Regions from separate parts of the Ovis aries genome. Here region 2 is linked to region 1. The links are chromatin contacts, called in public Hi-C maps. All regions are on one chromosome and are shown on one strand. The core of a region is the stretch at or near the end of the contact, and the rest is flanking DNA. Distances in the headings are between cores, read along the strand shown.

What was found. Hi-C and Micro-C count contacts between places; a contact is called where the count stands out from the background.
Region 2: a contact with region 1 is called in a Hi-C map of mesenteric adipose tissue, with 1.9 times the contacts expected there. The contact joins the promoter of LOC121819029 here to the enhancer-like site in region 1. A contact is called at or near these places in 12 of 16 Hi-C or Micro-C datasets (blood, hypothalamus, liver and 6 more).

Annotation. Positions count from the first base shown.
Region 1 is chr1:13,875,784-13,882,268 of ARS-UI_Ramb_v3.0, forward strand. The region is part of intron 1 of MACF1 (microtubule actin crosslinking factor 1); the gene reads left to right. LOC121819031 (a long non-coding RNA gene) reads right to left here. Exons shown (of 2, transcript XR_006059160.2): 2 at 5,764-5,866. Among named protein-coding and RNA genes, the nearest start is that of TRNAR-GCG, 24 kb to the right of the region's middle. Within about 2 kb of position 2,723, at least 43 of the 54 cell types and tissues checked have an H3K27ac peak or open chromatin away from gene starts, as enhancers often do. A contact at or near this core is called in hypothalamus, liver and tail adipose tissue, where this site is marked.
Region 2 is chr1:13,940,107-13,946,591 of ARS-UI_Ramb_v3.0, forward strand. LOC121819029 reads left to right here and starts at 4,182. Exons shown (of 1, transcript XM_042245990.2): 1 at 4,182-6,485. The coding sequence starts at 4,400. The coding sequence ends at 5,434. All of the region lies in intron 5 of MACF1 (microtubule actin crosslinking factor 1), which reads left to right.

The DNA.
Region 1 (6,485 bases), core at 1,473-3,972:
ATATGATGAAGATGTGTACTGATGAGGATCATTTTTACTTACTGAGTTAGGTTCTCTGTGGGTCTTCTTTATTTGAAAACACCTCTTTCATTTATTAGTTCTTTATAATTTCCTCTCTTCCATTTTCTCCTTCTGGTACTTCAGTTAGTTGGATACTGGACTCCACTGTTGATTTTCTGTCCTCTCCCCCTCACTCTATATTTTCTGTCTCTATTTTTGTTGCGATTTATGGTGAAGATCTTCAGCTCCACCTTCCAGCTCTTCCTGGAAGTATTTATTTTTGCTCTCATAATTTGTGTTTCTAAGCATTTCCCCCTGTTCTCTGCGTATTGCATTTTTATATGCTTGTTCTTGTTTTTGGCGATATTGCCTTTTAAGGCTCTGAAAATAGTAATTACCGCCTCCCTTCAGTGTCTTCCTCTGCTTCCAGTGTCGTCTGTGTTTGTTTCAAGCTCCTTCTGTTTGCTCATATGGTCTCTGTCTTTCATGTTGGAGACTCTCTTATGTCTGAAGTTTCTTGGTGGTCTTCATAATTAAGAGTTAGCCCCTAAAAAGCTGATTGGTGGGGCTTGTTGCCTGGTGTGCAGTCATGATTGACCGGGTAGGGAAAGTCCATTTCCCCTGGCCAGTCTCCTTATCTAGGGCCTCTTTAGCCTGGCAGCCAGAGCTCTGGGGTTGCCAAGCAGGGCAATAGGGCACCGGGGAGGGTTGTGTTGTTCATTATGTCAAATTTCACTTAATGCTCCTGTTTTCGGTGAGGTACCTCACTTCTGACCTCAGGTGAGCCTGAAGACATTCAGCCAGTCAGTGTCCCACCTCACCCTGCATCTCTCCCCCACCACCAGGCCTTCCAGGGTACCGAGTGCTTCCAATTCCTGATCCTTTCTGGAGTCTTGCAGCACCCGTTGCCGTGTTCCCAGCCCCCTGAAGGCACTTAGCAGAAAGAGAAAGCTGAAATTTAGTGACCATTTATCTTTCTACTCTCTAGTTTATCAAATTTCTGTTGATATTTTAAATTCCAGACTGGTTTATAAAATTTCTGTTGTTGCTAATAGTTAATATAGAACCTAGGCAACTAAATATTTCACAGAACCGCAGAATTTTAGAGCTGGGAAAGAATTTAGAGATCTAGAATATCAACTCATTTATGAATAAATAAATGGATCCAGTGTGATTAAATGGTGCTAGAGTCATAATAAGCTAGAGAAATGGAACTGTCGCTTCATTGTCTAGCTCTCAAGCTGCTGGATGTACTGATAAAATCGGATACATGCTTAATTAAATATTCTGGTTAATTCAGAGTTAATCAGAGGGCACTTTCTGTTTCATTCTTTTTTTTTTTTTTAAATTTTATCTCTTTCTTATGGCTGTTGCTGCTTGGGCTTTATCTCTGGTTTCAGAGAGCAGGGGCTACTCTGCAGTTGTGGCACTCGGGCTTAGTTGCTCTGAGGCGCGTGGGATCCTCCCGGACCAGGGAATGAACCTGTGTCTCCTGCATTGGCAGGCGGACTCTTCACACTGAGCCACCAGGAAAGCCTTCTGTTTCATTCTTGTTGAAAATTTTTATACATTTCTTTTGGTCTTAGTAATTACATAATTTTGTCATAGGTAAGTTCTTTCTGATTTTTGTTTTTGACAAATCGGGATATTGAATATTTATTTTGAATTTTGTGAAAAACTGAGTTGTGTAATAGTTTTTCCCAAGGCCTTAGGAAACCATGGATTACTGGTGAGAAGGATATTAGCAACTGAAGTGAAAAACGCTGTGATTTCAAGAAAAATTCTTTAAAAATGAGTGATTATGATGTATGTGGGGTGATTATTTTTCTTCTTCAGTAGTAGAGTGCATATAGTAGGGGGCAACCCAGTCTAGCTGAGTCCTGGTTAAAGTTTTGCTGTTTGAATATATGTCAAGGATTATTGAAATATCCTTAAGGTAAATTGTGTCAAAGGTGCTCCAGAATTTCCCTGAGTTATTTAGCTCTTGGCAGTCATTTCTAAAATGTTTGAGATAGCTCTGTTGATGATCACTTCTGATGGGCTAGAAGCTCTAAGAGTATCTATTGGGAGAAAGCTGAACAGTAACTATTGTTTTTTTTTTTTTAAGGATTTGTTGAATATCAAGAATGCCAGTCACTAATCGAAACAGCCAGAAGCCATTTGTTTCCTCAGTCCCCACTTTGGGCACCTGAGGGTGGATGGGCAGATACTTACTTAAGAGGCTCCCTCTTCCTCAGATTTGGTTTTCATCAGTGCTTTGCCTCATAATATAAGGCTGCAGGATAGCAGATGGTCTGATGCTGGGGCTGGCTTGCAGTCTCCATTGGGCAGCGCTGTTGCTAGAGAAGCAGTCTTATGGTGGAACGAACCAGAGCTGACCAGGAGGCTGGGCTGGGCTCTGCTCCATGTCCATTACTCTCGGTTTCATCCAGAATAGAGACTGTGGCCCCCAGATTTTAGATGTGCTCGTTGGTGTTTCTGCCTTTGCCTGCTTCTTCATTGCCATCTGGCTGTCATTGGAGAGAATTCACTGTAGCTCTGAGACTCTGCAGGGAGTTGAGAGGAACTATGCTTGTTTCCTGGATGGGGTGTGTGTTCTCTTCCATTAAAACTGTTACCCACATTTCCTTTTATTACTCGTTAAGTCAGAGGCAGCTGGGAGGATGCATTACTCACCAGCCGCACACAGTGGCCCTGGCTGTGGACAGGGAGTCTGGGCTGAGCTGAGAGTGAGTCAGCTCAGGGAATGGAAAAATTGCAGGGTAGTGTGGGGTAGGGGTTGTGTGCCAGTGACTGTTCCTTCTCTGCTTGCTCTTTTCTCTATAAGGACTCATCAGAAAGCTCTGAATACTGAGCATCCAGTTTTGGTAGTCAGTAAGCCAGCCAAACTGTGGTGATGGTGTCTCCCGTGAAAGGAACCAGCTGACTGCACTTAGCGTTGTTGTCCTCTATGTTGTGTGTGTATAACATAGAAGGGTTATATGGGTTTTGAGGCAAGCTTGAGCTTGTATAATAAAAGTTCTGTGTGTGAGGATTTCACTAGAATCAAGCAATCACAGAGTCTCTTTGTCTTAGTTGTAAAATTTAGTCATCTGTATCTATTTTTGTCCAGTAGGGGTCACTGGGGTATTAAACTCTAAAGGAGAGAGCCAGCTAATCCCATGATAGACCAATCAGATTCCTTATCTTGATTGTTTAGAGTACTTTTTTTATTTTTAGAGCAGAAACGAAAGACGTGAACTTTGTGGAACATTAATTATTTGAAGAGCAGATTATTCCAATGGTTGACATGGAATTGATTAAAAAATAATAATAATAACCAGCACCCCCTGAGACCCCTTGAGTTGGAAGCAGGGAGTCTTAACCACTGGATCTCCAGGGAAGTCCTGAGATGGAATTGATTTTATGAGTAAGATTTGAAGAGCAGTTTTTAAAGACAATGACAAGAAATAGGGGAAGAAAATTGTCCATTAAATCATCTGATATGTACCCATGTACTTTACATATATTCCTTATTTAATCTTGTGACCAATGGTGAGAAACAAGTATTTATATACATATTATAAGTATTAGGGACCCAAGTTCAGGAACATTCGTGGCTTCCCCAGGTCACATCGTTATGAAGCGATACTATCAGAGGAGATCCTGTTAGCCATGTCTCATTTGACTTTGATCCTTGGACCCTGGTAAAGGGTCATGAGAGCAGAAGGTTATTAGAAGGTAAGCAGAGCCTGATGGTAGATTCTCCTGAGAAAGACTAAAATGATTCTTGTGTTGAATTAGAGTTCAGAGCAGGCTCCAGGGATTCATAAGTGGAAAGAAGCTAGCAAGTCTGTCTTTATCTTCAGGGGGCAAGTTCTACCTCTTTTTCACTTAGAGCTACCGCCGGGATGTGGTCAACTGTCTCACAGAGATCTAAAATTAGCTCTTTGTTTGTGTGCAAAGTTTGGTTTCCATGGATAAGTAGTTTAAGTTGGTCTCTCTGACCTGCCTTTTATCTTGGCCTAGACTCTTCTGAGCCTTGAATGCTGCTGCCTACTGGCATTTTCATGCCTGCCCGGTTATATCTTAGTTGAGCTCCCGAGCCCTCAGTCAGTTGCTTGTCTATTCTACTTCTGCATTCTTGATTTTCTGATATCTCAGGAAAACAAGTCGATCACACGTTCATAGCCAGACCACACTAAAAGACATTTCCCATTGAGACCATTGTTTTGTTTTTATTTGGAAAAGTATTTTTAAAATTGCATTTAGGTGGGATACAAGTAAGATGCTAACTCTCTTTAAATGTGCATTTACTTGGAATCACAGATATTTCTGGACAAAAATAACAACCTTGGCAAAATTCAGAAACAGCCCCTGTAGACAGGGCTTCTTCTTCTTAAGTCACATTTTTCCATTTATTTGAGATACTGACTCTCAGAGTATCCTGGAGAAAGTTTAATAGCTAGATCTTATTATTTTTACTTTGCTGGGGAAAACAGAACCCCAAAGAGAAGGATTATTTAAAATGGTGATATGGATATTAAGGTTGACTAATACTCTTACACTTACATATTCCTTTTGGAAGCAGGGCCATTGAAGCCCATTTTGTTTTATTCATTGAGTTGGTGGTTTAGAGCTGTTAAATACCTTGGCTTACCTCCTTGCATTGGCCAGTGAAGATGATTTGATGCTTTGCTAGGTCCCATGTGGCTCTGTGGTAAAGAATTTGCCTGCCAGTGCTGGAGATGCAAGAGGTGTGGGTTTGGTCTCTGGGTCAGGAAGATGCCCTGGAGGAGGAAATGGCAACCCACTCCAATATTCCTGCCAGGAAAATTCCATGGACAGAGGAGCCTGGTGGGCCACAGCCCATGGGGTCGCAAAGAGTTGGACACATCTGAGTCATGAGCACATGAACAAATGTTCTAGTGCAGGAACAATGATAACAATAGTTCACATTAATGAGGGTGAGAAAAATGCATGGACTATTTGGCACTAACATACATAGTGCTTACTGAGTGCCGAATAGTCCATGCATTTTTCTTACCTAATCCTCACTGGAACACTGTGAAGAGGTAACTTTATTATCCCCATTTTACAGACAGGGAAATTGAGAATGAAAGAGATTGAGTAGTTGGTCCAAAGATACAGCTAGAAACCATGAAGTCAGATTTTGGGTCTAGGTTTGGCTAAAGATTGTGTTAGAGTTCTGGAAAGAGAGAAGAGAATGGGGCTTGAGGAGAGTTTGGCTGCTGGATAGAATTCATATCTTGAGAGACTTGTAGAAGTGGAATTTCTGAATCAATAAATTAACTTTTTCCTCATAATCTCTCAGGTAGATTTGGAAGTTCACTGTTAAAAGTGTCTCGGCTCCTTTGCTAGTGTATGTTATCTGCTGGGCCTGTTGAGAGGAGCATGCTGAGTTATCCCTGCCGTAAGATGAATAGTTTTCTGGGCACTTGCTCTCTGGCGTGTTTTTGTGGTGAAAATAGACGTTGTATTTTGGGAATCTTGATGACTGGTTGGGTCCAGTCTTGCTTTTTCCAGCATGTTCCCCCTTTATTCGTGGCCCTCACAGTGCTCTTTAGATCCTCTTGCCCTTTTCATCCGTCCATGCATTCATTCACAATTCACTCATTTCCTGAGTAGTTCTTTAGTGATGAGATTTTATATAGGAGAGCGACTTCAGCTTCAAAACCTTTAGTGGAGTGAAAATATATACGCAGCCATATTATAAAGTAGAAAGTGCTGGATGTCATAAGAGAGAAGCCTACACATTGTAAGTGCACAGAAGTTGTTTACTTCTAATGGGGATGGAGGGAGTCACCGCGGAGAATTCTGTGAAAAGACTGGCTTCAGCTGATCCACAGGAGTGGGACTTTGACTTCTGGAAATGAGAAGGAAGTACATGCCAGGGTAAGTGAAGGAAACATTGTAAAGCCAGAGTTTTTAATTTGCTCACTGTGAGAAATGCAAGTTATAGAATTAAATGACAGATGAGTATTTATTGAGCATTTAAAACAAACCAGGCATTATGCGTGCTTCAGGGAGATTAATCTCACAGTGGATGAGAACAGGGTCAGCAGGTTGGAGACTGGGATTAGGAAAATTAGATTTGGTAGTTTTGGTGATAGGTTAGGTAAGTGATCAGTTTACCAAGGTTTTGTATAGTCTGAGCAGTATTCAGATGTCTTTTTTTTTCTTTTGGCTGCACCTTGCAGCTTGCAAAATCTCAATTCCCTGACCAGAAATTGAACCTGGGTCAAGGCAATGGAAACTTGGAATCCTAACCAGTAGGACACCAGGGAACTGCCTGGTGTTTCTTCTTCTTCGTTTTTTTTTTAAATTAAGTAATTAATTTATTATTGGGGCTACTCTGGATCTTGGTTACTGTGCTTGGGTTTTCTCTGGCTGCAGCCAGCAGGGGCTACTCTCTAGCTGCAGCCTGCAGGCTTCTCTGGTTGTGGAATGTGGGCTCTAAAGCTTGGACTCAGTAGTTGTGGCTC
Region 2 (6,485 bases), core at 2,932-5,431, 66 kb after region 1:
GACATCACCAGATGGTCAATACCAAAATCAGACTGATTATGTTCTTTGCAGCCAAAGATGGAGAAGCTCTATACAGTCAGCAAAAACACAACTGGGAGTTGACTGTGGCTCAGATCATGAACTCCTTATTGCCAAATTCAGACTTAAGTTGCAGAAAGTAGGGAAAACTACTAGACCATTCAGGTATGACCTAAATCAAATCCCTTACCATTATACAGTGAAAGTGACAAATAGATTCAAGGGACTAGATCTGACAGAGTGCCTGAAGAGCCGTGGATGGAGGATCGTGACATTGTACAGGAGGCAGGGATCAAGACCATCCCCAAGAAAAGAAATGCAAAAAGGTAAAATGGTTGTCTGAGGAGGCCTTACAAATGGCTGTGAAAAGAAGAGAAGTGAAAGGCAAATGAGAAAAGGAAACATATACCCATTTGAATGCAGAGTTCCACAGAATAGCGAGGAGAGATAAGAAAGCCTTCCTCAGTGATCAGTGCAAAGAAACAGAGGAAAACAATAGAATGGGAAAGACTAGAGATCTCTTCAAAAAAATTAGAGATACCAAGGGAACATTTCATGTAAAGATGGGCTTGATAAAGGACAGAAATGCCTAATAGAAGCAGAAGATATTAGAAAGAGGTAGGAAGACTACGCAGAAGAAGTATACAAAAATCTTCATGACCCTGATAATCATGATGATGTGCTTACTCACCTAGAGCCAGACATCTTGGAATGCGAAGTCAAGTGGGCCTTAGGAAGCATCACTATGAACAAAGGTAGTGGAGATGATGCAACTCCAGTTGAGCTATTTCAAATCCTGAAAGATGATGCTGTGAAAGTGCTGCACTCAATGTACCGACAAATCAGGAAAACTCAGCAGTGGCCACAGGACTGGAAAAGGTCAGTTTTCATTCCAATCCAATGAAACGAAATGCCAATGAATGCTCAAATTACCACACAATTGCACTTATCTCACATGCTAGCAAAGTAGTGCTCAAAATTCTCCAAGCCAGGCTTCAACAGTATGTGAACCGTGAACTTCCAGATGTTCAAGCTGGATTTAGAAAAGGCAGAACAACCAGAGATCAAATTGCCAACATCCATTGGATTGTCAAAAAAGTGAGAGAGTTCCAGAAAAACATCTACTTCTGCTTTATTGACTATGCCAAAGCCTTTGACTGTGTGGATCACAAGAAACTGGAAAATTCTTAAAGAGATGGAAATACCAGACCACCTGACCTGCCTCCTGAGAAATCTGTCTGCAGGTCTAGAAGCAACAGTTAGAACTGGACTTGGAATAACAGACTGGTTCCAAATAGGAAAAGGAGTACGTCAAGGCTGTATATTGTCACCCTGCTTATTTAACATATATGCAGAATACATCATGAGAAACGCTGAGCTAGAGGAAGCACAAGTTAGAATCAAGATTGCCAGGAGAAATATCAATAACCTCAGCTATGCAGATGACACCACACTTATGGTGGAAAGCAAAGAAGAACTAAAGAGCCTCTTGATGAAAGGGAAAGAGGAGAGTGAAAAAGTTGGCTTAAAACTCAACATTCAGAAAACAAAGATCATGGCATCTGGTCCCATCACTTCATGGGAAATAGATGGGGAAACTGGAAACAGCGGCAGACTTTATTTTTTGGGGCTCCAAAATCACTGCAGATGGTGACTGCAGCCATGAAATCAGAAGACGCTTACTCCTTGGAAGAAACATTATGACCAACCTAGATAGCATATTAAAAAGCAGAGACTTTACCAACAAAGGTCCATCTAGTCAGAGCCATAGTTTTTCCAGTAGTCATGTGTGGATGTGAGAGTTGGACTATAAAGAAAGCTGAGCACTGAAGAATTGATGCTTTTGTACTGTGGTGGTGGGAAGACTTTGAGAGTCCCTTGGATTGCAGGGAGATCCAACCAGTCCATCCTAATGGAAATTAGACCTGAATATTCATTGGAAGGACTGATGCTGAAGCTGAAACTCCAATACTTTGGCCACCTGATGCGAAGAACTGACTCATTTGAAAAGACCCTCATGCTGGCAAAGATTGAGGGCAGGAGGAGAAAGGGACAACAGAGGAAGAGATGGTTGGATGGCATCACTGACTCAATGGACATGAGTTTGAGTAAACTTCAGGAGTTAGTGATGGATAGGGAGGCCTGGTGTGCTGCAGGCCATGGTGTCGCAGAGTCAGACATGACTGAGTGACTGAACTGTACTGAACAGGAACAGAATTTAAGCTTGGGCCTTGGGGTGTGCATCTGTGAAGTCCCTTAGTTCAAGCACTCTTCATTGGAGGAGTGAAGGTCTGATGCCTGCCTGGAGAGTTATATTGTAATGTCAGAGTTTTTGCTGATTAGGTGATTTCCTGGAGTCTAATGGAGTTTCTCTCCCCTGCTAACCTCCTGGTCCTGTTTCTTGCTGTGGTTTATCATGGTCATAAGGAGATGGTGATGGACAGGGAGGCCTGGCATGCTGCGATTCATGGGGTCTCAAAGAGTCGGACATGACTGAGCAACTGAACTGAACTGAACTGAAGGTGGTGCTGCAGCTTCGCAGTCAGCCTTGGGAAAGGCCTAGGGTAGAAGGGAGAAAGAATACCACCTGCAGAGGTCCGGCACTCTAGCATCAATACGGCATCAAGCACTGTGTAGGAGCTGTGACTTCAGGGCTTCTCATGCTTTCCTTCATGTCGGGCATTTTTCAGGTCTCCAGGAGAGGTGGGTAGGCTTACTTAGAGCCAGGCCAGCTATTTCTCTCTGCAGAATGGTCTGGATCCTACTGGTATAGAATAAATAACTTCAACTGGGAGAAAACATGTGTAGCCTCTGTCCTTCCACTCCATTTGGAGCCCTTTGGACTGTGCTGTTATCTGTCACGTGTATACTTTAAAAAAAAAAAAAAAAAAAAGGTGGGCAAGCCCCACTGGCACAACAGGGTAGTTTTTGAATCCAACTTTTCAGGCCTTTAATTCAGACTTCCTGCCCTGCTGCAGTTTGAGTAAAAACCATCTGGGCCTCATTTTAGCAACTTCCTCTCTCACTCCCAAATAGCAAGTTATCTTTTCATTTGAGTTCTTGGTCTTTGTGAGTCTAGTTGCCAATTCAAAACAGTGGAGTATCTTCCTGTTTTACTTAACTGAATACAGACTTGCATCCCCGCTGCAAGTAGAAAGCAGTGTAACTTGGGGTTCAAGTTCAAAGTCTTAAACAGGCGTCCATGTTCTGACTGTAGCCTTGAGCAAATAAATCCATTTTCCTTGACCCTTAGTTTCTGTACCTGTAAAGTGTAAAATGATAGTTTTGACTTCATTTGGTTACTGTGGGAATTGAATGAGATAATCCATAGCTTAGCACAGGGCGTGGTCCATGACAAAATGCTAAAACTGCGCTAGCTGTCAGCAGCAGCAGCAGCAGCAGCAGCAGCAGCAATCACTGTTGAACGGTCATGTCAAGTATTGTTCAGCAGAAACACTGCTTCTCTGTTGTGTTTGTAAGTGGTATCCTTTTTACCCAACATCCTTAATACTGTACTCAACACTGATTTCCGGGTGTTCCCTCTGTGTGTCACCGGCCAGCAGAATTAACAGATGTCTGTCTTTCTCTCTCTCTGAAAAGGAGGGAAAGAAATGCTGCAAAAGTCGAGATCTTTTTCCTATGAAGATTAGGCTCTGGTCTCCAGGTTATCATTTTATTGTTTCTTGACCTGAAAATTCCGAGAATATGTTAATCCTGTTAGATATTTTCTTTTGGACATGTCAGTGCAGCTATTGAAATCTAGCTCCCTTCACAGTTTGGGGGCCATAGTCCTTGGCCCTGGTTCTTCTCGGCCTTGGTTCTCCCCGGCCCTGGTTCTCCTCGGCCCTTCCCTTCCTGGTTGGTACCAGCGGCTGGTTCGCTTTCCCCCTCTTTCTCCTCCTCCTTTCTTCACGTTACCTTCTCCCAGGGCCTCTCTTCTTTCCCCCTCCCTTTTCCATTTACTCTTACATTCCCTCCCTCCTTCCCGCCCTCCCTAATTCCTCCCCTCCCCTGGTTTCTAGCCCCTTTTTGCTTTCTGTTTGTGTTTCTGAGGGCCGTGCTCCAATTACCTCATATTTGGAGAGAGGAAGCTGTAGCCAATCCGGTTTCTGTCTGCTTTTAGGTCAAGTGATTTCTGAACTGCAGTGAGATGCTTTGAATTTGTCTTGTTGCAGCTCTGAGCCTGTAAGATGGCTGTCTGAATCGGCAGCGGCTGGGAGACAGAGAGAGGCGGGGAGGGAGGGAGGAAGAATTGGAGGGGTTGCCGGCATAGTGCATGTTTTTGAATGTACATCTAATCCGATGAAGCCGAGGTTGGGATTTCTCTGGGATCCCAGGACTGGCTTAGCTGCGTTTTTGCAGAGATTAGGAGAGGAAAGCAATGGGAAATTCGCTGGGCTGTGTTAAGGAGCCGAAAGATTCAATAGCCGTTCCCGAGAAGGCTCCCATATCTCCTAAGAAAAGGGTTCGGTTCAAAAGGAAGTGGAAGGGGAAGAAAACCCCTACTCCAGCAGCACCCCGTGAGGAAGAACCCTTGCAGGGAACTGGAGCCCTCGAAGAGACTGGAACCCTGACGAAGTTAACAGTGAGTCTCCAGAAGGGGGAAGGAGTGGGAGGGGCTGAGCCACCACCACCCGCGAACGTGTTACTGCCCAGGGACTCAGCCCCCAGTTCAGGGCTGGGAGCCCAGGGCATGATCGTTCAGGTGAAGGAGAGGTTCCAGGGGGAGATCCAGACCGCTCAGCTTTTGTTGGAGAATGAGTCATCAGTTGCCGGAGGGGTCTGGGATTCCCTGGAAGAGGGGACGACTGTCATCGCTCACCTGCTCGATAACCCGGCAGAAAGGAACTGCGAGAAGTCAGTGAGCCAACTGGTGGAATTTCCGAGGACAGCCTCCTGCAGCAGCAGGGCCGTGCTGCTGCCTTTGCACAGGGGGACTGCAGTGGAGAAAGGAGCCGCTCCACTCGGAATTAGGAGCAGCGCTTCCCCCAGGACAGACCACCCCGCCGACACAGACAGTCTTTCTGCTGGCTGGAGTGTTGGTGGAGGAACCAAGGGCATCTTAAGTGCCCCTCAGACAGGTCCCTGGACTGTGGAACATTCCGCTTCTTCATCACTGCCAGACCAGCTGAGAGGCCAGAGCTGCACAGAGCCTGCCTGTGTGGGTCGAGTGCCCCTCCAGGTGCCCAGACTGCCTACTTCTCAGAGCGACGTATCCATCAGTGGCCCGACTCTGAGCATCTTGCCGTCCTCCTCCGGCTATGGCAGCGACGGGCCCCACTTACTTGGAATCCAGCCTAAAGACCCGGAGCCTGAAAAGAGCTCCACGTCCTTCTCAGAAGAGGATGGCACCCTTTCTTTGGAGGCAAGCCACACCCCCTCATGGGGTCTAGAGTTGACGGGTGGGCATGCTTAAGGGATAGTCAAGCGGCGGTTTGCATTACTGGCCTCAAACTTACAGAAGTGGAGTGCAGCGAGCAGTGAGGAGCGCGGTGCTGCTTCTTACACTTTACCTGTCAGTCGGATACCGGGAGTTAGCCCCTGCTACGCTCGGCAAGCAGAATCTGTTTCAGGTCTGCCCCTTGATGCTTGAAACCAGCTTCTTGTCTCTGGGGACTCCCTGACTCTGGGTGATCATGCCGCATAATTGCTCCAGCTATCTGGTGGGGTTATCTCTCAAGGTGCAGGGCTAGGTAATACTTCACTCTCAGCAGGTCTATTTATCAGCTTCCATGCTGTGGGAAATTGTGGTACACACCGAGGTGATGGGGAAGCTGGCTGACTCTTTGAAGTGAGGTGGAAGGGGTCGGGGGAGGCCCTGTCTTCTGTGTGAGTGTGACTGCTCTTCTCCCTGGAGAATGGTGTCCTTCCTGGAGCTGATGTAATCTTTCCCCCCAGGGGACACTGCTAACGACAACACCCATTCCTGAGGTGGAGCGGCTAGTCCTCTACTGGTTCCTAATTCCAGCACTGGAGGAGAGGGACATAGGTTAGAGATTAGCCCAGAGCTTGAGGGGGCAGATAGAGAGGTTTAGAGCAGTCTGAAGGTTCAAGGTTAGAAAGAGTTTTCTGATTAGACTTGTTTATGTCCCTAACATGTTTTTGTTTGTGAGATACGTATTCAGACATAAGTGGAGGTGGTGGTAGTGATAGGTGGTGGGTGCTGTGAATGTTTTTAGGAGTCAAGGAGCAGGTGAGAATTTAAGAGCTCTGAACAGAGAGAGGAGGGAAAACCCCAGGTGGTGCAGGGTTTGGTCTGGCACATATGAGGTGAATGTGTAGGTGGCTGAAGTTATAATTATCAGTGACTGAAGAACTTTTGTTGGCATATTGGTCTCTGCAGCAGAAGAAAAAAACTTTAGGGGGCCAGAGGTAGAAGATGGAGCCGGGCATTTTCCATGTTGGGCTGTGGTCAGGTGCCCTGGTGCCTGCGGAGCAGACAGGGTCCCACCTGCTCATGCTCTGCT